Linked DNA regions of Macaca mulatta: region 1 is linked to region 2. A link is a contact called in public Hi-C data. All regions are on one chromosome and are shown on one strand. The core of a region is the stretch at or near the end of the contact, and the rest is flanking DNA. Distances in the headings are between cores, read along the strand shown.

Region 1 (6,686 bases), core at 2,270-4,769, 75 kb after region 2:
TGTAACCTCCGCCTCCCAGGTTCCAGTGATTCTCCTGCCTTAGCCTCCCAAGTAGCTGGGATTACAGGCGTCCATCACCATGCCTGGATCATTTTTGTATTTTTAGTAGAGACGGGGTCTCACCACGTTGGCCAGGCTGGTCTCCAACTCCTGACCTCAGGTGACCCACCCGTCTCGGCCTCCCAAAGTGTTGGGATTACAGGTGTGAGCCACCATGCCCAGCCAATGAAACAACATTGACAGCTTACTAGGTTTGATGTATTCTGACATTTTTCTGTTCCATTTTCTTCTTTTTTTTTCAGAGACAGGGTCTCAGGTAGTGGTGCCATTATGGCTCACTGCTGCCTCAACCTCCTGGGCTCAGGCAATCCTCCCACCTAGCTTCCTAAGTAGCTGGGACCACAAGTCACCACCACACCTGACTAATTTTTGTATTTTTTGTAGAGACAGGGTTTTGCCATGTTGTCCAGGCTGGTCTCCAACTCCTGAGCTCAAAAGATTCACCCGTTTCAGCCTCCCTAGACGTGGAGGTGTGAACCACCGTGCCTGGCCTGTTCCGTTTTATTCCATCTGAAAATATTAAATGATGGTTGAGACCCAATAAACTGATTTCACACCCCCTAAACTGTATTCAACATACTTACATACTTACATTAAAACTGCTTATTGCACCATTTAATGTAACAGGGTCAGGAAAATATTAATTAGAAATTTTTTAAAGCGTTTACTACAAAACAGAGTTGAGGATTGAAATACAGACCTTGGCCGGGCGCGGTGGCTCATGCCTGTAATCCCAGCACTTTGGGAGGCCGAGGCGGGCGGATCACAAGGTCAGGAGATCGAGACCATCCTGGCTAACACTGTGAAACCCCGTCTCTACTAAAAATGCAAAATATTAGCCGGGCGAGGCGGCGGGCGCCTGTAGTCCCAGCTACTCGGGAGGCTGAGGCAGGAGAATGGCGTGAACCCGGGAGGCGGAGCTTGCAGTGAGCCGAGATCGCGCCACTGCACTCCAGCCTGGGCGACTAAGCGAGACTCTGTCTCAAAAAAAAAAAAAAAAAAAAGAAATACAGACGTCTGACAAATCTCTTAGGTGTTGGTGCTGCTAAAATAAATCAGATGCAGCTGACTTCATTAAGGCCTCTCCCTGTGGCTTTCACTTTTAGGAAGAAAGAGGAATCAGACCAGCAAGAAGGTAAGTTTGGTTTTTATGCTGCAGTAAGCAGACTGGAGGCCCATTTTATCTATCTATCTATCTATCTATCTATCTATCTATCTATCTATCTATCTATCTATCTATCTATCTATCTATCTATACACACACACTTTTTTTTTTTTGGAGACGGAGTTTCACTCTGTCCAGCCCAGACTGGAGTGCAGTGGCGTGATTTCGGCTCACTGCAGCCTCCACCTCCCAGGTTCAAGCAATTCTCGTGCCTCAGTCTGCCGAGTAGCTGGCACTACAGGTGTGCACCACCAGCTAATTTTTGCATTTTTAGTAGAGATGGAGTTTCACCATGTTGTCCAGGCTGGTCTCGAACTCCTGGCCTCAAGTGATCCATCTGCTTCGGCCTCCCAAAGTGCTGGGATCCTCCTACCTCAGCCTTCCGAGTAGCTGGGACTACAGGCATGAGCCATCATGCCGGGCTAATTTTTTTTGATTTTTAGTTGTGATGAGCTCTTGTAATGTTGCCCAGGCTGGTATCAAACTCCTGAGCTCAAGCAAACCTCCTGCCTTGGCCTCTTAAAGCGCTGGGATTACAGGTGTGAGCCACCACACCTGGCCAAATTTACCATCTTAACCATCTTTTTAAAAAAGAGATGGGGTCTCACTATGTTGCTCAGGCTGGAGTCCAACTCCTAGCCTCAGGTGATCCTCCTACCTCAGCCTTCTGAATACCTGGAACTGCAGGTCCAAGGAACCTGGCAAGGCTACCTTAACCTTTTTCAAGTGTACAGTTCAGTAGTGTTAAGTACATTCATACTATTATGAAACTAAGACTTTGAATTTATCCTCCAGGCAACGGAGATTTATGGAATTACTGAAAGATTTCAGGACCCTACTAGAGGTTTAGGAGGGTTGTCTTAGGGGTGGGCGTAGTGGGAGGTAGGTGATGGAGGCCAGCAGGACTGGAAGGGATTGTAAGTTTAAAAGCTTGCAGCGGGCCTTGTAAGTGAGGGTTGGTTTTTGGCTTGGTCACAGGGTTTTCTGCCAGACAGGAAGTTAGAGAAAGGAACTCAACACACCACTGGCTGAGTACCAAGCCTGTATGGGCCAGACGCTTTCCGAGGGCTGCACACTTGAGCTAGTCAGCCACATCTTGCCAAGATGTGCTCTGTTAACCCTTACAGTTAAAAAAAATGGGGAAGGGAAAGGTCGGATTAATTGCAAAAATGGAAAAATTTGGAGATTTCACTTTTTTTTTTTTTTTTTTTGACGGACTTTCACTCTTGTTGCCCAGGCAATGGCGTGATCTCGGCTCACTGAAACCTCCGCCTCCCGAGCTCAGATTCTCGTGCCTCAGCCTCCCGAGTAGCTGGGATTACAGGCACCCACCACCACGCCCGGCTAATTTTTTGTATTTTTGGTAGAGATGGGGTTTCACCATGTTGGCCAGGCTGGTCTCGAACTCCTGAACTCAGGCGATCCGCCCACCTCAGCCTCCCAAAGTGCTTGGATTACATGCGTGAGTCACCGCGCCCAGCCAACGCCCTGCTAATTTTATAATTTTCTTGTAGAGACGGGGTCTGGCTGTGTGGTCCAGGCTAGTCTCCAATTCCTGGCTTCAACTGATTCCCCTGCCTCAGCCTCTCAAAGTGCTGGGATTACAGGTGTGAGCCACCGAGTTCGGTCTCACTCCACTTTTAACAAACCTTTTAATCAATATATAACAGACATATAGAAAAGGACACAAATAAGCGTAGAGCTCAGTGAATGTTCACAAAGCAACAACACCTGAGATGAACCAGCACCCACATGAACAAGCAGAACGTTGCTAGCATCTCTGGAGTGATACTCATTTAACCCTGCGAAACCTCATGAAGCCGACCGTTTTATCACCCCCATTTTACGCATCAGGAAACAAGCGTGGAGAGGTCGGTCTCAAGCAAAGCCCTGTTGAAACCGACATTTGAATCAGATCCGCTGACTGACTCTCGAGAAGATGCCGGTTTGGGGGTTAGACCGTGAGTTCAGCTTTGAACGATGTTGAGTGGGCGTCTCGTTTTATCTCGTTTTACAGAAACTTACTTCCAGACGTCACAGCCACAGAAACCACAGGTAACCAGACGCCTGCACGTCAGGCCACCAACGCCTTGGTCTACACAGCGCAGCTTCCAGTGCCGCGGCATGCCGCGCGACCTCCCCACACACGAAGGCGCTGTCGCAAAGACAGTAGCAGGAGTGGCGCTCTCTACTGTCGCGGAATTCTTGAGGCCGGAAGAATGAGAGCGCAAAGGTCACGTAGACGGCGCGCCCCGCCCCGTACGCCTAAGTTCTCGCGCGACTTCCATTTCCGCCTTTTCGGCTCTCTGATCAGCACCATGGCGGTTGGCAAGAACAAGCGCCTTACGAAAGGCGGCAAAAAGGGAGCCAAGAAGAAAGTGTAAGTGGCGACTGTCGTGGCGTCCTGCTTTTTGGATGTCTGCTGGAATCGGCAGGCTGGTCCTAGATCGCGGCGTAGGCCGGATGGCGAGGATTCCAGTCGGATTGTGCGGGCCCTGGCGGGTTGGTGCACCCAGGAACGCGGCCTGGCGGGTCTGGGTGTTGAGTAGCGGCAGGTCGGCTGCCTTTCCCAGGCCTTCTGGTCCTTGCGCACTTCGCATTTGAGCCGGCTTGCCGCCGCGACTCGGCTGGAATGTTTGTTTTGTGGGCTCACGTGCTGCCTCAATTCCGCGGGTGTTTGATGGCACTGCGACAGCAGGAGTTGAGGAAAGCATCCTCCTATCCATTCAGGACCTGGCAATCCTGCCTTTGCTTGGTCCCGCTGGAATCTGCGAGCTCCTACTAAGCTTTGAGGCCATGCAGGGTCTTAGTTACCAGTACATGCCGTTACGTACCAGCAAAGTTAATGAGATTGCATGTTACTCGTACCTGTGTAGTGGAAGGACCGATGGATGTTCCTCGTGTCTGTGTAGTGGAAGGACCGATGAGGGTGGGAAGTGGACATAACCTTTCGAAGTCTGATGCATGCAGTGAAACATAGAGTGGGAAGAGCTAGGTTTATGTTTATGCCCCTCACCTCACTGTGTGATACACTTTAGTATCAAATTGCCGGTTAGCTTTTTAAAATATTGATGGGAAATAACATTAACAGTGATACTAGAGTGAAGAAAGCACAGAATAAACACAGTAAGAATGATCTGCAATGGAACTTAAGCATTTTCTTAAAATCCAGGGTTGATCCATTTTCTAAGAAAGATTGGTATGATGTGAAAGCACCTGCTATGTTCAATATAAGAAATATTGGAAAGACGCTCGTCACCAGGACCCAAGGAACCAGTAAGTAGCTTATTTTTGGTTTGTATTTTCCTTAAGTTGGCGCTTGTATATTGTAGCAGGCATCTTGGTCTGTTGTTGGTCCTGTGGTGGGAGACTTTCAGGGAATGTCAGCTCTCGGTTGCAGCCTTGGCTCCTGTGGTGCTTGTTTTTAGTACAGCACTTGGAGAAGCAAGATGGTGCTTTTTGAATTAAGAAAATGTGCCATAGGTAGTTCTGAGCTTCTAATAAGTACTGTCGATAAGTCTCTGGTGTCTGGATTTGACCACAAAGGTTAAGGTCTTTACAATTTACCATTAACTTAATTTCTACCCTCAGTTTACAGGCTTGACTTTTGCTTATATGGTTCCTAAATGTTAAGATACTTGTTTTTTCTTTTGTAGAAATTGCATCTGATGGTCTCAAGGGTCGTGTGTTTGAAGTGAGTCTTGCTGATTTGCAGAATGATGAAGTTGCATTTAGAAAATTCAAGCTGATTACTGAAGATGTTCAGGGCAAAAACTGCCTGACTAACTTCCATGGCATGGATCTTACCCGTGACAAAATGTGTTCCATGGTCAAAAAGTGGCAGGTGAGACCCAGAGTTCCTTAGAGTGTGTTGTGCTACGGGTGTTTGACCAAGGATAGCATGGTTTGATATGACAGGAAGGAGCAAGTTCATTTTATTTATTTATTGATTGATTGACTGAGACCAGTGAAATGTCCACAAAGTTCATTTAAAATTTTGTTTTCTTGCCGTTATTGAGTGCTAACTCTGGGGTTGCCACACCATGATACTTTACTTAATATTTAAATCTAAGATTTAATAGTGGTGTATAATCAAAGTCAGATTTTCTTGCTGCATAGATCAGTGGTTTTTTGAGGAACGTTTAGGTGCAGGTGGACGGTTTTGCCTGTCTTCAGGATATTTTTTGACCTCAGAATTGAGTGAGTGTTGATTAACTGTGGCAATAGAGCATAATTGTGGCAGAGCCTCTGGTGTGAGGTTAAAATCTTGGCTCCATTTCCCTATTGTGTTCTCTTTGGAAAGTAACTTGTTTTCTAAGCCTCAGTTTCTTTATTTGTGAAGTGCAGGTGAGAGTATCATTTTATTGAATTGTGAGGATGAAATGAAAATATTTCAGATATTTTTGGCTAACTATCCAGTTGGAATATTTTGTGGGAGTTTTTTGTTTTTGGGAGATTGAGGCTCCAGGCTGGAGTGCAGTGGCACCATCTCTACTCACTGCAACCTCCTCCTCCTGGGTTCAAGCGATTCTCGTGCCTCAGCCTCCTGAGTAGCTGGGATTACAGGCACCCGCCACCTAATTTTTGTATTTTTAGTAGAGATAGGGTTTCACCATATTGGCCAGGCTGGTCTTGAACTCCTGACTTAAAGTGATCCGCCCGCCTCAGCCTCTCAAAAGTGCTGGGATTACAGGTGTGAGCCACTGCACCTGGCATAGTTTGAATATTTTGTATGTGGGAATGAATGATGACAAAATGTTTCGGTCCCAAATGATACATACTGATTATACCGTTTTATCCTGACATTCCTCTAAGGCTTCATGGTTTACATTTCTGGAAATATTTTAAGGTCCCTTATCTGTAAATTGTATTTGATGAGTTTTTTTTGTTTTTTGTTTTAATACTAAGGAATAAAATTTACAAAACGCAAACAAGGTAAATCAGTTTTCATCACTACCCAAGATGGTTTTTGTTTTTTCAATGTAGGCAATAATATGACCACTAATTAGGGGTTTTTAATTATATTTTAGCTCTGAAATTGGGTATTTAATCATCAACATGGCTTTAGTTTGGAACATAAAAGACATCTTCCAAGGTGTACATTTAGAGTTATTATAGCAGTCACCCATTCACAACACAGTTTTTTGAAAAATGACATAATCACTGTAGAAGTTCATATCATAAAATACCATGGATCCTCTCAGAATCTGTTTTCCTCTGGCGTAGTTATATACTTGAAGGGGGATGAGCTGTTTAAAGGGGTGTATGTATATGCAGTGGATGCGGGTTTGGGTGCCGTCATAGTAGTAGTGATAGAGGGTAGAAAGGAGGAGGGAGGGCAGTTGAGAGGACCTGGTTATTTAATTGGGTAAGAATTTGGGGGTAACTGTTGGTAGGTTCAAGGAAGTTAATTCTGTAAACTTAAGAGATGTTATTTATATGAGGATACTTTATATTTAAT
Region 2 (7,429 bases), core at 4,334-6,833:
ACTTAAAATACAAAAAATTAGCCGGGCATGGTGGTGCATGCCTGTAGTTCCAGCTACTGCGGAGGCTGAGACAGGAGAATCGCATGAACCCAGGAGGCAGAGCTTGCAGTGAGCCGAGATGGCGCCACTGCACTCCAGCCTGGGCGACAGAGCGAGACTCCGTCTCAAAAAATAATAATAAAATAAATAATTAAATAAATAAAAATTTTAAAGAGATGATTTAAAGTATACGGAAGATACATGTAACTTACATGCAAATACTATACCATTTTATATAAGAGACTGGAGCTTCTGAAAATTGTGGTATCCACTAGGGGTTCTGGAACCAATCCCCCACATATCAAGGGGCGACTGTAATTACTTAACAAAAAAAAATCTTGAAAGTATGTATTTGTCACCAGCCCATGGGGAACACTATTCTTGAATTAAGTAGCACTGAACACCTTTAAATACCTGATGGAAGCCTTAAACTCAGCAGCAATTTCCTGAAAACATGCCAACATATATTAATTATTCTGGGCCTAAAAGTCTGACAAATTACTTTAAAATACAGATGAAGACAAAAGAAAATGGTTTTAAACTGCAACAAGAAAAATGTACAAGTTGACCTGAAGTTTGAAACACTTGACTACATTGGTATACTGTTAATCAAAACTTATCCGCAAAACAGACTTGCAAAAGAAATTATAAACAGGGTAGTAAATTTCAAAGTAATTTATAACAGACTAAGGTCAAGCTACATTAGCAAAGTTGGGAGGTAGCACTTAAGAAAAAACTCTGGGCCAGGCACAGTGGCTCACACCTGTAATCCTAGCACTTTGGGAAGGCCAAGACAGGCAGATTACCTGAGGGCAGGAGTTCAAGACCAGCCCTGGCCAACATTGTGAAACCTCATTTCTACTAAAAATAACAAAAAAAGTAGCTGGGCATGGTGGTACGCGCCTGTAGATCCAGCTACTGGGGAGGCTGAGGCACAAGAACTGCTGGAATCCAAGCAGCGGAGGTTGCAGTGAGCTGAGATCGCACCACTGCACTCCAGCCTGGGTGACAGAGTGAGACTCCCTCTCAATTAAAAAGAAAAAACAAAAAAAGAAAGAAAAAACTCTGGAAAAGTTATATGGCTCTACCATGTACCATTTGGACACCTCTGGAGGAGAGGAACTTGTTCAATTTTAACAGTATAAACTTTATTGTTTAAGTAGCTAATATTTAGGCCAGGCACGGTGGCTTAAGCCTGTAATCCCAGCACTTCAGGAAGCTGAGCCGGTGGATCACCTAAGGTCAGGAGTTTGAGACCAGCCTGGCCAACATGGTGAAACCCCGTTTCTATCAAAAATACAAAAATTAGTCAGGCCTCGTGGTACACGCGTGTGGTGCCAGCTACGTAGGAGGCTGAGGCAGGAGAATCACTTGAACTGAGGAGGCAGAGGTTGCAGGGAGGCAAGGTTGTGCCACTGCACTGCAGCCTGGGCAACAGACTGTGACTGTCTCAAAGAAAAAAAAAAAGACTATCAACTAGGAAATATTTAGGTACAGCAGTACTAACAACACTGAGATGGACTAATTTACATAATCCCAAGACTTTGGTTCCATTTTTTTTTTTTTTTAGGGTGTTGCTCTGCATAATTGTAGCTCACTGTAGCCTCAAACTCCTGGGCTCAAGGGATCCTCGCACCTCAGCCTTCCAAGTAGCAGGGACTACAGGTATATGCCACCATGCCCAGCTAACTTATTATTTTTTTTTTTTTTTGTAGAGACAGGGTCTCACTATGGTGCCCAGGCTGGTCTCCAACTCTTGGCCTCAAGTGAACCTCCCAAAGTGCTGGGATTACAGGTATAAGCCACTGTGCGCAGCTGCTTCCAAAGATTTTCTTGAGTGGCCAAAACCCCAGATAATCCACAAAAGAGCATGAAAAGTATTTTAAGGGACAATGGAAGGGGAGAAACTACTACCTAATATTCTCAGCAACTTTCCCTGCCCTACCTGACAAGCGAATGATATTGAGAGGTAACTAACTGAACAGACTTTTCTCTCTCCTTCTATCCAGTCACCCACTATCCTGCAAATACACAGCAGCTTTGAAGGACTTAATCAATGACCTTAAAATCTATACCATGTCTACAGTTCCAGGAAGCATATAAGCAAACTACTGCTATAGAATTTGGATTTCCTTTAATGATAAAAATGCAAATGACTCACATTTGGTCATCCACTCCAACACAGCACATTCTAAAGAACAGGAGTTCCAATCCTCCTTGTGTGTCTTCACACACAAACACCTAATTATGGATTATATTACTACTACAGATTTCTGTTTCTCATTGAAGGCATATGAAGTTTTAAAAAAGAATAAAAAAATCAGAAAGGAAATGTTTCAAGTCTATTTTGAGGTAAAGCAATCAATTTACTATTTATTTTCTTCAGACTTACATATGAAAGCCCACACACATGCATACACACAAGATCCCCAAAATGTTGATAACTGTTGAAGCTGCACAATGGATACCTAAGTTCATTATACTATTCTATTTTTGCATACATTTGAACATTTCCATAACATGCAGTTTTTTTAAATATGTATGTGTGTGTCTATAGATGTTTATACGTAAACTCTCAATAAACTGACATAGAAATATCCAATTGTTCAAAGTTTTCATGCTCCAAAACTAAGTGAATATTTTTTTTTTTTTTTTTTTGAGACGGTCTCTCACTCTGCCACCCAGGCTGGAGTGCAGTGGCACAATCTCGGCTCACAGCAACCTCCACCTCCTGGGTTCAAGCAAGCGTGTCCAGCTAGTTTTTTTGTATTTTTAGTAGAGATGGAGTTTCACCATGTTAGCCAGGCCAGTCTCGAACTCCTAACCTCAAGTGATGTGTCCACCTTGGCTTCCTGCAGCGCTGGGATTACAGGAGTTGCACGCCCAGCCAGAATTTCATCTAGCTACTTTTTATTCTACAAGTTGTACTGCAGGTGACCAGACCATTAGTGAAGGTCTAGTGAAAGAAATAATTAACTGCCCCAGAATAAAACAAGCCTAACCTTGAAAAGAGGCAAACGGAAAGGTGCTAAACAGTTATTACAATTACTGCACGTTTATATTTGGTCCTGTTATCCTCTAACACAGGTGGGTAGGTAGAAAAGGGGGAAGTATTTTAGGGCCAGATTTCCTTTTGATTTTTTAAGTTGATGAGCAAGAGAGACTGGAATAAAGAAATCTAAAAAGTCTCCATTATAAATTATAACCAAGAGAGGCACAATGGCGCATGCCAGTAGTGCCAGCTACTTAGGAGACAGAGTGGGGAGAATCACCTGAACCCAGGAATTCAAGACTAGCCTAGGCAACATAGTGAGACCTCATCTCTAAATAAATAAATAAGTTAATGAATTAATTAAAGGTAGAATTGTATAATATATGAATTATACCTCATTTTAAAAACAATTTAAGCCATATACAGTGATGCATGCCTATAGTCACAGCTACTCAGAAGGCTGAGGCAGGAGAATAGCTTGAACCTAGGAGTTTGAGAACAACCTGGGCAACACACAGAGGCCTCATCCCCCTCCCACCCCCGCCCAAAAAAAGCATTCATAGCTCATCTTAGTGTAATCAGCAATTTCCAATGACTATGCTTTACTGCTAGACATGAATTTATAAAACACACAAAGATTATACTGTATCTGCTTCAATTCCTTTTTTCATATTGCCATTCAATTTTCACAAGATTACTTTAAATGTAATCCTAAATTCATCCCCAATTTAACTTTTGTTAGTCACATCTAAAAATAAAACTAGTCAAAATTAAAAATACTAACTTTGCAGCAAATTAATCTTGCATCAGTACTACAAACAAAAATTTTTAAACTTATTGTAGCAAAACATAACTTTGACTGAATCAAAGACATTAATTCTCAAGTCAAAAAAAGGTCACAAGAACTTACTTAAAGTGGTAAAGGGAAACGCAGACTTAGGCACACATGCCAAGAAAAAAAAAAAATAGAGATAACTCCTCCGCTAGAACCTCCCCTCAATACTTTCACAGCAACAATTATTTCCTTAGCACAAAAGTGATGTGTTCACTTCCACAAAACCTGGATCATCTAAGTTTGCACAATTCCCTTCAATCTAAAAAATAGATGAAATTGTTTCATTTAGGTTAGTAGAATTTTGTGGCCCTATACATGAAAAAAGTCACCATCAGTGTGAGTAAAGCACATGGCTCCAGCTTCAAGGTCTTGTTTCCCAACCCACTGAAAAGAGTATATGCTTATAAAATATTCATCGACTTACCAGGTTAAAGACAGTTTCTACAATGTCCCTATTGGATACTTCTCCAACTTCAACCAAACCGGTCAACACGGCAAATTTCATTCTGATGCCCCTGATGGGGAGCCCTGGTTTCAGAGACAATGCACCCCCTTCAGTAGGGGTTTCTTCTCTCCCTCCACCTCCCCCGTCATCACCTGTTGGTGGCGGGGAAGGGACACGATTGTCTTCGCTAGCCATTGCTAGCAAAAAGGACAACTCAGAGTCACCCTTGGACAGCAGTCGCTGCACTGGCAATGAGCACAACACACGCAATGCAAAACGAAAGGGTCTCTCTTCCAACTTGTGGAGAAACCCCAAAGCAGTTGATGTGGAAAGTCCTTGGCGTCGCCCTCCTCCTTTTGGAGAATATTTGTCCAATCTCTCTCCCCGAGGCTGACAACAACGCCAAACCCTATTGGAAGATTAAATATATGTTAAATAGGCTAGGTTTTGTTTTAAGGTTTTGAGGGGACAAGAGGGAAATAGTTATTGTCGGTCAAATAAGTTACTAAAGGCACCCCACTACTAGCCACCCGCTTCTCCCCGGCTCAAAGAGCTGGGTTCTGGGTGAAAGCAGGTCCAAGAGGCCCCGCACAGGCTCACTCCTCCCCCACTCTCGTGCAGGTTCTAGGCGCAGGGTAACCTCTCCTCACAGGTGCACCAGAAAGAGAAACTGTCGCGGAGAAAGGAGGGATCGGAGGAAAGAAGGGGGCCCACAAGCTATCACAGAGGTAGAAAGTTCCTCCTCACCCAGATACTCCGGACTCGTCCTCACCCCCCGCCCAGGAGCAGCGAGACGGAGGTGGCGGCGGAGATCCAGGGCAGGAAAAGGCGGGGGAAGGGGGCGGTGATTATTCTAAATGCTCGGCCCAGTGGGAGGAGTGAAGTACCTCTCTCAGGCACCTGAGATTCGACGGGAAGAGGCGGGGAGGTGTGTGTGGTGGCAGGAAGGGAGGGGAGCGGCCAGAGAAACCCGGCGGCGACCGCAGGGAGAGAAGGGAGGACAGAGAGGTCAGTGCACCTGGTCGCAGCCTCCAAGTTTCCCTAGTCCGCTCCCCGGGAGTCCGCGGCTGCACAGAACTCCATGGCTTCCTGGCCCGCCCCGCCCCTGCGCTCAGCCTTTGCAAAAGCAGCCGCTGCTGGCGCTACGCACGCCGCGGCTGAGGCTGCTGCGAGTGGTGAGGATGCTACTGCCACAGCTAGCCCCGCCACGGCTCGCGCGGCTTTCCTGTGCCCACTGAAGCTGCTCCCGGCCGCCATGACAGCGCCGAGGGCTGCCGGGCGCCGCGTGCGCGTGCGCGAGCGCGAGCGCGCGGGACGGGAGGGCGCGAAGGCGGAGGCAGCCGCGCGGCGGGGGCGCGGTGAGGGCGCGCGGACGGCCTAGGGGGCCCAGAGCCAGCGGGAGCGCTGGGCTCGGGCTTCCGGCTGCACTAGGCGCGAGGGCGCGCACCCAGTGGGAGCGCTGCTCTAGTAGCACACCGTGTGTTCGCGGCCCGGCTAGGAGAGACCCTTCCGTTCGAGGGCCTATACTTCCCCCCCTCCCACTCTCGGACCTCGGAAGGTGCTTCTGCAAGTCCTGAGGCGGGGGATTCTGGCGCTCCTGCTGTTGTTAAGTTACCGTTGGGTCCCTTGGCGCAGAGGGAACCCGCCCCGCGTTGCCAAGGTGTGTCATTGTACTTGGAGAAGAACACCTGAGGGACCTCTACGAGCCAGAGAGGTGACGGCGCTGGAGCCAGTGAGGCTGCTGTTCCTGCCCAATGGGAGCGAGGAGTCCCCACCCCTGGCTGCTTTCAGCTGCTGCCCGCCCGCCGTTCTCGGCGGAGACTCGGAGATTTCCACTGGGATGTCTCGGCAGCTGCCACCATTCGGGAAGGGAGGGGAGGGGACCGAGTCGACGAGGAACGGGAAAGATTCCTTGCTTTGCAGCTGCCGCCCCACCATACCTCTCCTACATTCATTCTAGGGAGAAGATTCCTGAGACAGCTGCTACAAACAGCGTGGAGACAGGGTTCATTGTGCCTGTAGATCTCCGAAGGGTTTTTTTCCTCTCGTGATTTTCCAATGTGAAGATTACGCTCGCGTCATTCTCAGAGTAGATCAAAAGATATATTAAGTAGTACAGATAGCTCTTCATACTCAGTGTCCCTTCTTTCCACCCGCTATTAACAGTAAAGCATTCTTCCTAGTGAGTGAAAAATAAATTTAGAGGAAGCTGGTTTTTCACCCACGTGTATCCTTTGAGGTCAGAGGGCCTTTTTAAAAATACTCCTAGCTCCTGAAATGAAAGTGAAGTAAAAAGTGGGATTAAACAAAGGAAGAATTCTGGAAAAGTTAGGAAAAAATTGTAGTGGTTTGAGAAAGTTGCCTGAAGAAAAAGTTATTTGAGATGGCCTTGAAAAGTGGACAGAAGCCAGGCGCGGTGACTCACGCTTGCAATCCCAGCACTTCGGGAGGCCGAGGCAGGTGGATCACCTGAGGTCAGGAGTTAGACCAGCCTGGCCAATATGGTGAAAACCCCCGTCTCTACTAAAAATACAAACATTAAGGCCGGGCACGGTGGCTCAAGCCTGTAATCCCAGCACTTTGGGAGGCCGAGACGGGCGGATCACGAGGTCAGGAGATCGAGACCATCCTGGCTAACACAGTGAAACCCCGTCTCTACTAAAAATACAAAAACTTAGCCGGGCTACTAAAAATACAAAAACTTAGCCGGGCGAGGTGGCAGGCGCCTGTAGTCCCAGCTACTCGGGGAGGCTGAGGCAGGAGAATGGCGTGAACCCGGGAGGCGGAGCTTGCAGTGAGCTGAGATCCGGCCACTGCACTCCAGCCTGGGTGACAGAGCGAGACTCCGTCTCAAAAAAAAAATAAATAAATAAAATACAAACATTAGCCGGACGTGGTGGTGCATGCCTGTAGTCCCAGCTACTCGGGAGGCTGAGGCAGGAGAATTGCCACTGCACTCCAGTCTGGGTGACAGAGCAAGAGCGAGATTCTGTCTCAAAAAAAAAAAAAGACAATTTTAGCTCTCACATGGAAATTTGGGAAGAAAAAGGTAACAGACACAAGAAGCAAGGGAGGGCTGGGAGCAGTAGCTCACACCTGTCATCCCAACACTTTAGGA

The links. Hi-C and Micro-C count contacts between places; a contact is called where the count stands out from the background.
Region 1: a Hi-C map of blood shows a contact between it and region 2, with 4 times the contacts expected there. The contact joins the promoter of LOC703455 here to the promoter of LRBA in region 2. A contact is called at or near these places in 2 of 14 Hi-C or Micro-C datasets (CD4 T cells and blood).

What each region holds. Positions count from the first base shown.
Region 1 is chr5:159,689,479-159,696,164 of T2T-MMU8v2.0, forward strand. LOC703455 (small ribosomal subunit protein eS1) reads left to right here and starts at 3,520. Exons shown (of 6, transcript XM_015139331.3): 1 at 3,520-3,605; 2 at 4,398-4,501; 3 at 4,882-5,069. The coding sequence starts at 3,544. LOC144340852 (a long non-coding RNA gene) reads right to left here and starts at 3,428. Exons shown (of 3, transcript XR_013417321.1): 1 at 3,251-3,428. LOC114678558 (small nucleolar RNA SNORD73) reads left to right here and starts at 5,965; the gene lies at 5,965-6,032.
Region 2 is chr5:159,612,232-159,619,660 of T2T-MMU8v2.0, forward strand. LRBA (LPS responsive beige-like anchor protein) reads right to left here and starts at 5,584. Exons shown (of 57, transcript XM_028848811.2): 1 at 5,059-5,584; 2 at 4,291-4,720. The coding sequence starts at 4,506.